Linked DNA regions of Callithrix jacchus: region 2 is linked to region 1. A link is a contact called in public Hi-C data. All regions are on one chromosome and are shown on one strand. The core of a region is the stretch at or near the end of the contact, and the rest is flanking DNA. Distances in the headings are between cores, read along the strand shown.

Region 1 (5,925 bases), core at 1,005-3,504:
TGTTGCTGGCATCTGGAAGACTGCTCCCTGTAGACAGAGGGCAGGGAGGGCCCTGGGGAAGCAAGGACAGGAAGGGGGCAGTGACACAGAGGTTTGGGGGTCCACACCTGATTCACAAATGTATGAAGAGAGGCCATATTTTGCACCAGCATCTCAAAGAGTGAAAAGAAAGCAGGGGAGGACAGAACAAGAGGGGCCCCCAAGTGCCAGAATGGGCCATGAACTTGGAATCAGGGCCCAGAGTCTGCTTCCGGCTCTGTCATTCACATGAGCATGTCACTTACTGTTCTCTGAGCTTCCCTGTATGTATAAGGAAGGGGTTCCCCATGATCTGGGGACCCTCTCTCCCAGCGGGGAAAGGAGAGGAGAGCATGGGGCCAGAGGGTGACAGGCAAGGCGTCTGGAAGAAACTGGGTACAATCAAGAGAGGAAGTTCCCATCCTCTCCTCCAGAAAAGGGAGGCAGGAATGTCCCCTGGACCCAGCCCCCTGCCTGTGCCAGGTACAGTAACACACACGTGGCACACACCCCTCAGGGCCCTGGACAGCCCTCCTACTTAGGGGGCAGGGGCAGCGGCCCTGAGGTGAGAAGTCCCTGGCTCAGCAAGCCCAGTGTGGGATTAACGCCAAATCCTGGGCTGCTGGGCAGAGATCACACGTCGTCATCAGCTTCGCAGCTACTTAGCTGCACCTGCCCGCATCCTCCCCCTGCCCCTCACAGGCACCCAACCTGACTCCTTTCTTGGAGGGAAACCGGGACCCTGCCCTACCCCAGACAAGTTGGGGGGGGGCTCCAGAATCAGGGGGTAAGAGAGGCCAAAGTCACCCTCAAAAAACAAACATTTCCACCCACAGAAACCTCCAGGGGCTCCTAGGTGCAAAGCTGAACAGAGGGAAGGAACAGTGAAGGCCTCTCCAGCCTCTGTGGCTCTTCCCAGGTGGCCTTGGTCTGTAGTTACCTTGTCCTCGGGTCATCCAGGCCCTTCCCTCCAGATGGCTCCTGTCCTTGGAGAGACAGAGCGAGACACCCAGAGAGAGCCCCCATAGCTGGGAGTCCTCAGCCCCACTTCCTGGAGCAGTGCTTCTGAGGCCCCCCAGCTGCTGGGAACCCTGCCATCCACGCCCCACAACACACACCACACAAAGCTCCTTGCTCTGGGTTACATCTGCTCCCCCACCCCACTGCTCCACGACATAAGCAGCGGCCAGGGAAGAGCCTTCCACACACCTCCCCATGCCCAGGGCCACCCAGGCCCCTGGCTCTGCCTTCAACATAACCACACTCTCCTCCCTGTCTCAAGAGGAAGGAAGTCCAGGCAAAGAATCTCCCTCAAGCCCCCTTCCAGGGAAAAGACTTCAGGAAGCTGAGACCAAAGGCTGAAGCTGTCTGCCTGTCTCCTCAGCCCCATGGAGTGCAGAATTGGGCCTAGGACCTATAGGGGCTGGAGCAGATGCAGACCGTGGAGGTGAGGGCAGGGTCCAGGGAAGAAGCCCCCAAAGCACGCTGCGGCCTCTGGACTCCCTCCTCTGTCATCCTCCTGCCTCCACAACCACCCTACAGTTGCACAGCAGCTTCTGCTCCTAGAAAAAGGGCATAAGGTGGGAAAACTTAAGACGGGAAGAGGGGGCCAGAGCTGCGGGAGACACCATCCGGGGCAGGGTGTGTGATCCCGCACACCTGGGTGGCTGCAGCCCCACCCACCGTGGACTTACGGAGCTGGGAACCGGAGTCGCTGACAAACAGGTGCCTTGCTGCAACCGGATAAGCCCCTCAGTAAGGAAGCTACTGGAGCCTTCCAGGCCCCCACGCCCGTACTCCCGATCCCTGCCCTCTCACCTGTGTGGGGCACGCCGCTTCGGAAAAGGGGTAGGAACCGCAGCAGCCGTCCGCGCGGAGTCCGGGGCGGCACGGGGACGGAAGACCTCCGAGCGCAACTGGGCGCCTAGGAGTGGTCGTCGTCATCGCTGTTCTCTCCGCGGGCATTGCCGGGCTCGGGCTCGCGGGACGTACGCTGCTCGCGGGCCAGCAGCGCTGTCAGGCCCTGGGCGCGGAGGAGGAGGCCGCCGCCCAGGAACAGGACCCCACAGAGCACCAGCAGGGACAGCACGCCCAGCACCACCGCCTGCACCGCGCGCGGCCCCTCGGGGGGCTCCGGCGGCGACCCCGACTGGTTGCAGCAGGAGCTCAGCCAGGCGGCTCCAGCCGCAGGGCCCGCCTGAGAGCCGTTCATGCTCCAGCGCCTGCTGCCCAGATGTGGTGGGATCGCCAGATGTGCGGGAGGCCAGGCTGGCGGGCGGGCAAACGGCTGCGTCAGGGAGGGAACTAAGGGGCGGACCCCAGGCGCCCTACGCCCCCACCCGCTGCGCAGAGTGCTTGTGCCCTTCCTAGACAGAGCTCCAGCCGCTGTGGGCTACTGGCCCACAGGCCGGGACTCTGGGGCGGGGCCGCCTTATTTCTTCTCATCCCCTTGGCCCATAGGCACCCCCGTGCGAGTCTAGCCAGCCAAAACCAGGAACCCTGTCCCCAAGAGTCCCTCCCCTTCGCAAAGAGGGCCAAGAGGTCCACCTGGGCAGAGCCCTGAGCAGATCTTCAGACCCCATTCCCACGTGCAGGCTGGGGTGCTGCCCCTCTAAGCAGGACACAAGACAAAGGAGACAAAAGCGACTGTCCCCTTTCTTGGGCTTTTTGTCCCTATACCAAAGTTCTATGCTGCCAGGTGGCCCAGGTGACTGCTGAGCCAGGAGGCACACAGGCAGCCCTGAGGATAAGTGACTCCCACCCTTCCTTGTCTGTCATCCCTTCTGGAAGCTTCCTGGGGCTGGACAAGCAAGACAGTGCCTCCTGCAGACTCCACAGCAGGGAGACATTCAGGCAGAGCAGAGCAGAGCATGGGGATTTCAAGGTCCACCCCACACATTTTCTCAGGCCCCACAGGCCAAGGAGAGCCACATTTACAGACCAACAGGAGAGCACAGATTTGAGCCACCAGAACTCCAGTCCTGACCCTGGACAAATCAGTCCCTCACTTCAGGGAAATCACAATGCCAGAAGGGATGGAAATGTTGCTGTGCTGTGCACCGGGCAGCCCACTGCCAACTAGGCGTCTCGTGGCCAAGCCAGTGGAGGAGTTGTGGAGCAGAGTCCAGCTGCAGAAAAGCACAGACTGGAAAAGCAGATAGGGAAGGAAGACCCTCCTGCCAGGTCTACCAAAAAATTCCATAGCAAGCCTTGAGTCTTCTTTTAAAAAATAAAGTCACTACCAGCCAATACCTGTACCAGTCAACCCCTCAGAAGGGATTAGATTAGCTGACGGCTTGCTGGGAGGAAAACAGGAAGAGTCCCCGAACTGCACCATGCCAAGTGGGGATCACATACTATCGAGAACTTGCTACAAATAGGCCTTCTCCAACTATAAACACCCCTCCTGAATGCTCCAACTCTGATGCCCCAGAGATCGAGTAGAACATCACAAAACTTATCAGGAAACAACACGTGGCCAAGGGTGACTTGAAATGGGAAAAGCACATTCCAAATGCAAACACTTCCTGGCCATCCTGGCTACCTACCCTGCTCCAGGACCATAGACAAGACCCCCCTACTCCCACCCCATTTCTCCCATTAGCATCCCTCCCTACACACAATTCACTTAGTCTGTTTAGAACTGGCTCAGAAGCAGCCCAAAGCATTGTGAAACATGGACTGTATCGATGAGCGCACAGCACACAAGGGGGCTGGAGTATGTGGGTGTGGAAATGAATGTGAGTTCCTGAGGCAATGGTAAGACCCAGCCCAAGCTAGAAGTGTCACCAGATGCCAGGTAGTCTCAAGCTGACCCATCTGTCTCCAGACACCTCCCCACATCAGATGACCCTTCTGGTGCACGTGGGGATCTGTGTGCACTCTGTGAAGGCAGAGAAGTTACTCTCTGGGTCCATGATGAAGCAAGACCAGTAACATAAAGGCCAGGGATGTCACAGCTTCCCTAGAAAGGGAGGAGATAACAAGGGAACAGAAAACCAAATACCACATGTTCTCACATCTAAGTGGGAGCTACATGATGAGAACACATGGACACACAGAGGGGAACAATGCACACTGGGGCCTTTTGGAGGGTAGGAAGAGGGAGAGGATCAGAAAAATAACTAATGGGTCCTGGGCTCAATACCTGGGTGATGAAATAATCTGCAAAATGAACGTTTAGAAAAAAAAGTAGAGTTTGGAAGTATTAAACTAGGGAGTAGATTGGTGGAGAAAAAGGGAGGAGAAGCAGCTTAGTCACATCCAAAAGCAAGAGACCCTCACCCTCCAATGTACCTTCATTCATGGGATTGGTTACGGCCACATCTGGGTAACACCTGCTTTGTGTGAATATCCAGACAGAGTTTTTAATATGCCTTTAATCCCATCCGCCCACTTCATCTTGGAATAATGCTCTCAATACAAACCTGTGTCCTCATAGGAATGCCAGAAAGTGTTAACACGTCGGGGCAGACACAAGCCAAGGGGAGATGGTTCCACCCAAACTCACATTCTCAACTTTATTCCCCATGCTAGTGGTGGCTCTTCTATACAGTAGAGAAGGAAGGGGCCCACCAGGGGTATGGAGAGAGTACAGGCAGGACTGAACCGTCTGCAAAGGTGAAAGGATGACCAGAGGCTGGCAACCACAAAACAAAACCAGCACCGCCCCTTCCAAGTCTCACGCATGACCCAGGGCAGGTTCCAAGGCCCACAGGCCTAACAGCACAACCCCCCAAAGCCGAGGTCTGGGAGCCATCGAGGAGCTCCCAGAAACCGGGTGGGCTCAGAGGGCAAGGGTGTCTTTGATGAGCCTGCGCATGGTGGTGGTGACGGAGGTGCCCAGGGCATCAGTGATCTGGAAGGAGATCTTGTAGAGGTAGGGCTGCACGTCCCGCAAGCCTGTGTCAAACACATTATCCACCTCCGACTGTGTGGGCATCTTGGGTAGGTACTCGTGCCGATTCATCACCTCCACGATGTTGATGATCTTCTCACAGAGTTTCTCGCCCACCTTTTCCCTGCAGATCTGCCGCTCCTGCTCTGTGGCCAGGGCTACCACATGCACCTTGACCGTCCACACTTCCCATGGGATGCACTCGTCTGAGAAAGGCCAGCGAGACTTCTTCTTCTGGTAGAACTCCAAGGACATCTGCCCCAGCCCATCGCCACCAGAGTTGCGCAGTGCATCCTGGGGAAGAAGGGAACGAATGAGCAAGCTGAGGCCTCTGAGCTCCCGCCTGTGAGTGCTGCTTCCCACGCCCCAAGGAATTATGCTCTCTGAGCTACAGTAATCATGCAGGGATGGCAAGGAAACAAGACTGGGAGAGGGTAAAGGACTTGGGTGAAGTGACACAGCAAACTGCCAGCCAGAAATTGTGTAGTGCAAGCAAACCAACGAAATCTGTCTCCAAACTCAACTCCTCCAGCGTGGTGAAGAACTGATTATTACAGGAATAACTGGTCTGTAGGCACGTATTCTGAGCCAGCAACTACACACACAACCCCACTGGCTCCTCTCAACAAACCCCGTGAACTCTCACTCAGGCAGCACGAGGCTTAGAGGAGTCAGGTAGCTTGCAAGAGTCACATGCCTATGAATGGCTGGACCGGGGTTGGAATCTGGATTGTCTCATTTCAAAATCCTTGCTTTTCACCTTTCCATTAAAGGCCTTCTCCTTCCACACCACCACCCCTTTAGCCCATGTCCTTCAAAATGTTCTCTCAAATCACCTCATCAACATCTCCCTCTTCGCTGTAACCTGTATTTGTCTTCTCCACTGCCAATTAAACATAATCCTTTCGGTATTTTTTTTTTTTTAAGAGACTGGGCCTTACTCTGTCACCCATGCTGGAGTGCACTGGAGCAATCATGGCTCACTGCAGCCTCGGACTCCTGGGTCCCAC
Region 2 (5,925 bases), core at 2,090-4,589, 54 kb after region 1:
ACAGGTCCTAGCTCCCTGGGAGTGCCTGTTCCCATTCCACTAAAGGATTTTGGGAATCATAAAGGGATATTTTCACTTAAAGCATTAATATTTTTAGGGAGAAGTTGCTTTTTTGTTGTTGTTGTTTGTTTTTGACAGAGTCTCACTCTGTCACCAGGCTGGAGTGCAGTGGCGTGACCTCGGCTCACTGCAACCTCTGCCTCCTGGGTTCAAGCGATTCTCCTGCCTCAGCCTCCCAAATAGCTGGGATTACAGGTGCATGCCCCCACGCCTGCCTAATTTTTGTATTTTTAGTAGAGACCGGATTTCACCATGTTAGCTAGGATGGTCTTGATCTCCTGACCTCATGATCCATCCGCCTTGGCCTCCCAAAGTGCTGGTATTACAGGCGTCGGGTTTTTTGTTTGTTTGTTTTGTTTTTTAAGTAGGTTTCTTAAAGGTACAGAATTGGCATGGCCATAGTCATTCATACTTCTCTCTCTCTCTCTTTTTTTTTTGGAGACAGGGTCTCACTTTGTTACTACACTCCCAGGCTGGAGTGTAGTGGCACAATCTTGGCTCACTGCAGCCTCAACCTCCTGGGCTTAAGCGATGCTCCCACCTCAGCTGACTCCCGAGTAGCTGGGATTAAAGGTACATGCTACCCTGCCTAGATAAGTTTTGTATTTTTTGTAGAGACCAGGTTTCTTCATGTTGCCTAGACTGGTCTCGAACTCCTGGACTCAAGCGATCCTCCCACCTCAGCTTCTAAAAGTGCTGGAATTACATGCATGAGCCACTGCACCTGATCAACATAATCATAATTCTTAACACGTGATCACCATATGCTGGGAGAACACTGTCCTACACTCCGAGCCTAGCCAGGTGCTCTGAGGAGTAGGGATATATGTGCTAGTGCCTGCTGGGGTGTGTGGCTCTGCCCTCTGCAGTAGGCATCAGAGTATGTGGGTGCCTCCCTGTGTCCAGGGCCACCAGTTCAGTGACAGAGTGGGCTGTGAAACAGGAGGCATAGGGATTTGGTGGAGTGCAGCCTTGGAATGACACCTGCACCCCCAATTTCTCAGGCTCCTCTTCCTCTTTTCATTTCATTCTTTCTTTTTTTTTCTTTCTTTCATTTTTTTTTTTTTGAGATAGACTTTCACCCTTGTTGCCCAGGCTGGAGTGCAATGGTATCATCTCAGCTCACCTCAACCTCCATCTCCTGGGTTCAAGCAATTCTCCCGCCTCAGCCTCCCAAGTAGCTGGGATTACAGGCATGCACCACCATGCCTGGTGAATTTTGTATTTTTAGTAGAGACAGGGTTTTTCCATGTTGGTTATGCTGGTCTCGAACTCCCGACCTCAGGTGATCCACCCGCCTCGGCCTCCCAAACTGCTGGGATTATTGGTGTGAGCCACCGAGCCCAGCCGTCCTCTTCCTCTTTTCTTGGGGGCCCTTAGCACAGGACTCAGAGCAGCAGAGCTCCCAGCCTTCCCAGTGCTGACTGTCTTCAGCGATCCAAGTGCTTGCTCTGAGCAAGGCCCTGGCTCCCAGCATCTGGAGGCTGCCAGTGGGCACCGTGTGTCTGGGAGCTGCCTTAGCTGCTCAGGCTTGGGAGAGGAACCATCCTGCAGGCGCTCGAACCATAAATGTCCAGACACAGAATCACATTGGAGCCATCCTCAGCAGACCAGGCAGGGCTGCCTCCCAGGGAGAGCTGGGTAACCCGAGCTGCTGGCAGGCCCTCAGGTCACTTCAGGAGCACAGGGTGGTCAGCTGATGCTCCTGGGGACCATTCATCACGTCTCGCAGCCCAGCTGGTACAGCCATGGCTATTTCCAGGCCTGGGTTTTCAGCAGCTTATATAACAGTCTGGAAGTCGGGGCTGGGCTAAGGGGCACTTGTGGCAGGGATGGGGCTGTGCCCACTTTCCACAGTAGGTCTTGCCCCTCAGCCCCTAGCCTCCCTGTGGAGATTTGTGGGGAGCCCACAGCTCTGGCTGCAATCCCTGTGGCCAGCCACTGTGCCTATCAACACACCCCTCACTTCCTGGCCTGGACGATGCCTGGCCATCTTCCTTCCATGGTGTTGAGGTCACCAAGCAGCCTCTCCCTCAACCGTATCAGCCCTGCCCAGCCTCTGCACTCTCACCCTCCCTCCACCCGCAGAAGAGCAGGTGTGTCTGCTGCTGCCCCTCCGAGAAGAACCTGTGCACATTCTGGAAGCCCCCTCCCAGCTCCTGCAGGCCTAGTTTGGTGGGCAGTTAAGCGGGACTCAAATACGTATATTCCCAGTGTGACTTTAGGTGGTCTTTGTACATCGCTGAGACTCAGTTTCTTGTTTGGGAAATGGAACAATACTATCTCCCTTTTGGTGTGGCTGTGAGTGTGGGGCTTTAAGAGCACATTCCAGGAGGCAGAGTGTCCAGCCCTGTCTATCTGTGTGGCCTTGGGCCAGTTACTTAAGCCTTCCCGGCCTCAGTTTCCCTGTGTAGAACGGGACAGCAATATGACCTACCTCTTAGTTGTTGTGAGGATCCAGTGAGTTTTTATGCATAAAGCACTTAAAGAGTTCCTGGCATGAGGTCAGCACCATGTAAGTGTTGGCTATAATTAGACAATGTTTGGAGATCACTTTCCTCTGCCTTGGCTCCTAATAAGCTCTTGGTGAAAGGTACTTGTTATTTTTAACTTCTTCCTTCTCCTTCACTGTCTTAATTCCCTTTATAAATCCATCTTCATTTAGCCTTGCAATTCCCTTTAAGTACCTTCTCTCCTCTTTTGTTGTCAACCTGCTAAACTACCAATAAGGAGTGCATAAATTATATTTGTCCCATGTTTACATTCATACAGCATTTCCCATGCACTCTTGTCCCGACCTCACAGCAAACCCGTGAGGGAGCAGTGCGGCTCATGTCATTGCCCTCATTTTGAGAGCCTGGAACAGGGTGTGATCTGTCCAAAAGCATCAGCTGCTCAGGGGTGTGTCCAAGCCACCAGTGAGGGTATCCCGACCTTGGGCACCAGAGCACACCGGATGATGCACCCAGGGCATGCCAGCTCGGTGCTGCCAGGGCAGATTAGCGCGGGGGGGGGGCCCTCCTGCTTCCGATCCCAGCTGTGGGAGCGCCCACATTATGGGAGGAGAGGCCTGTAGGCTTTATAAATACCTCCCACCGCAGCAGGAGCCCCAGCGGTCCCCAAGTGCTGTGCGGTAGTGCCCTTTGCTGGAAACAGGCAGTACTGCTGCTTCTCATAAGGGAGGAGGTGGATTCTTTCACATTTACGCAAAAAGCTAACTAGGGCCGCCTATGTGCCAGGCCCTCTTCTAGGAACCATAGAGAGGGGAAAGGAACCTCGGAAAGCCCCGACCTTTCATGGAGGTGCCTTCTAGGGGAGGGATACATAAAAACATGTTTAAGAGAATGGCACATAAAGAGAAGCGCAAGAAAAACAGAGCCGGGTGAGCAGCTACCGAACGATAGAGGGCGCTAGCGATACGGATCGGCCAAAGACGGCTTCTCAGAGGAGGTGACAATGTAGCCAGGGACAGGAGCGAAGCGAGGCAGAGAGGCCCTTCCCCGGGGAAAGACTATGGAGACGAATGAGAAGGTGCTGAGATGGGGACAGTCTGGGTATGGAGGAAAAACAATGAGGCCCATGTGGTTAAGGTCAGTGCCGAAAGAGGCTGGGCGCGGTGGCTCACACCTGCAATCCCAGTGCTTTGGAAGGCCAAGGTGGGCGAATCAACTGAGGTCAGGAGTTCGAGACCAGCCTGACCAATATGGAGAAACCCTGTCTCTACTAAAAACACAAAAATTAGCCAGGCATGGTGGCGGGAACCTGTAATCTCAGCTACTCTGGAGGCTGAGGCACAAGAATTACTTGAACCTGGGAGGCGGAGGTTGCACTGAGCCGAGATGGCGCCATTGCACTCCAGCCTGGGCGACAGGGCGAGACTCTGTCTCTGGGGGGGGCGGGAGCAGTGAGCAAAGTCCAAGAGGCGGGGCCTTACCACATAGTACATGAAGAAGGCAGAGCTCTGGCAGGCTCAGGAAGCAAAAACAGAGCTCTAATAAGCATGCAGTGAGGTGTGTGTGGAGCCTCACCACTGCCTGTGAAGTGGGTGTTCCTGGCATTACCACCATTTTGCAGAGGAGGAAACTGAGGCTGAGGAAGGTAGAGGTTGTGTGGTTTGCTACAGGGTGGAAATATAAAGTCACAGAGCAAGAACCTAAATCCAGGTTTGTCTGACTCGAGTTTGTTTTCTTTCTTCCTTTTATCTTTCTTTTTTTCTTGCAACAGGGTCTCGCTCTGTCATCCAGGCTGGAGTGCCAGGGGCCAGTGGCACAATCACGGCTCGATGCAGCCTCGAACTCCAGAATTCGAGCGGGCCTCCCATCTCAGCCTCTCAAGTAGCTGGGACTACAGACATGTGCCACGACACTCACATCATTTAATTTTTTTTTTTTTTTTTTGAGAGGGAGTCTCACTCTGTTGCCAAGGCTGGAGCATAATGGCATGGTCTTGACTCACTGCAACCTTCGCCTCCCAGGATCAAGCAATTCTCCTGCCTCAGCCTCCCGAGTAGCCACCACACCCTGCTAATTTTTGTATTTTTAGTAGAGCCATGGTTTTACCATGTTGGCCATGCTGGTCTTGAACTCTTGACCTCGTGATCTGCCCATCTCAGCCTTCCAAAGTGCTGGGATTACAGGCTTGAGCCACCGCACCCTGCCTTAAAATATTTTTATAGAGACGAGGTCTTGCTATGTTGCTCTGGTTGGTCTTGAACTTCTGCTCAATAGATCTTCCGGCCTTGGCTTCCCAAAGTGCTGGGATTACAGGTGAGCCACCCCTCCTGGCCGAATCCGGGCTTTAACCAAAAGTTAAGCACTTGGAGAGAGAAAAACGGCAAGACAAACAGCAGGTAGAGAATGGCCACAATTGTATTAAAATACATATATGTCTATTTATATCCCGTAAAAACGCTGAAGGCACTCCACCGCATGTGATAATCTCTGGGTGTGACTTAGTGCTCTTCTTCCATTGTGGGGCTGGGGCAGGGAGGATGGTGGCCACACCCCGCAGAAGGCAGGAGAGACCACCCTTAGCGTTGATAACAACCACGCCGCACACTCACAGGCTCCTTTGCGGTTACAAACTGTCCTTCACTGCTGAGCTTTTGCTCCTCACCACAGTCATTTCACAGGGAAGGAAGCCGAGCCTCAGGGAGGCCACGACTCCCCCTGAGATAGCCCGTGACACGGCTAGGGCCGGGGCAGACCTCTACCTGTTCCGAGTCCTGCAGGCGCATGTCCACGAGAAGGGAGAGCTGGCAGAGAGGTCCAGGAGGGTCTGGGAGCAGGGCCGGGGGCGGGTGACGAGAGTGGCCGTTCCCGAGTCTGCCAGCAGTGGGCGCCACGTCCCCGCAAGTAGGCCGGGGCACGCCCCCTGCCGGGACCCGCCCCTTTGCTGCCGGGACCCACAGCACCTAGTGGGGAGCGGCGCGGCAAGCTGGGGTCCGAGGCCATGGGGATGGGAGGGCGGCGGACGGGCTGGGCCGGGGCAGGAGGAGAAGACCGGCCCGGGGTCTGCGCCGGTGAGGGATCGAGAGTGCGGGGGCACCCGCGTCTGCGGCTGGAGGTGGGGCGGGGGCGGGCGAGCATGAGGGGAAGGTCCTGGCATGGCGGGAGGTGGTGCTCGACGGCGCCGGGACTTCCTGGGGCGGCGGGACTAGCTGCCTGGGGAGGCGGTTACTCACTCCGGCGCTGCCGCCTCCCAGATCCCAGCAAAGCACAACCCCGGGGTCTCCTCTGCGCTCCCACCCCACTTGCGGTGGCAGCACGCCTGGGGGGGGGGCTCGCTCCTGCAGCCTCGCGGTCCCGGTGCTGGCGAGGATGGAGAGGGGGGCTGGCGAGGATGGAGAGGGAGGACGGCGCCCGG

What was found. A called contact is a pair of places that touch in the nucleus more often than the background predicts.
Region 2: a contact with region 1 is called in a Hi-C map of skeletal muscle, with 5 times the contacts expected there. The contact joins the enhancer-like site here to the promoter of SMIM41 in region 1. A contact is called at or near these places in 3 of 3 Hi-C or Micro-C datasets (induced pluripotent stem cells and skeletal muscle).

The regions. Positions count from the first base shown.
Region 1 is chr9:67,398,462-67,404,386 of calJac240_pri, forward strand. SMIM41 (small integral membrane protein 41) reads right to left here and starts at 2,255. Exons shown (of 2, transcript XM_035256703.3): 1 at 1,837-2,255; 2 at 1-1,751. The coding sequence starts at 2,230. The coding sequence ends at 1,943. ATG101 (autophagy related 101) reads right to left here. Exons shown (of 4, transcript XM_078336595.1): 4 at 4,513-5,209. The coding sequence ends at 4,805.
Region 2 is chr9:67,451,677-67,457,601 of calJac240_pri, forward strand. No RefSeq gene overlaps it. Among named protein-coding and RNA genes, the nearest start is that of NR4A1, 11 kb to the left of the region's middle. Within about 2 kb of position 3,340, at least 7 of the 16 cell types and tissues checked have an H3K27ac peak or open chromatin away from gene starts, as enhancers often do. A contact at or near this core is called in skeletal muscle, where this site is marked.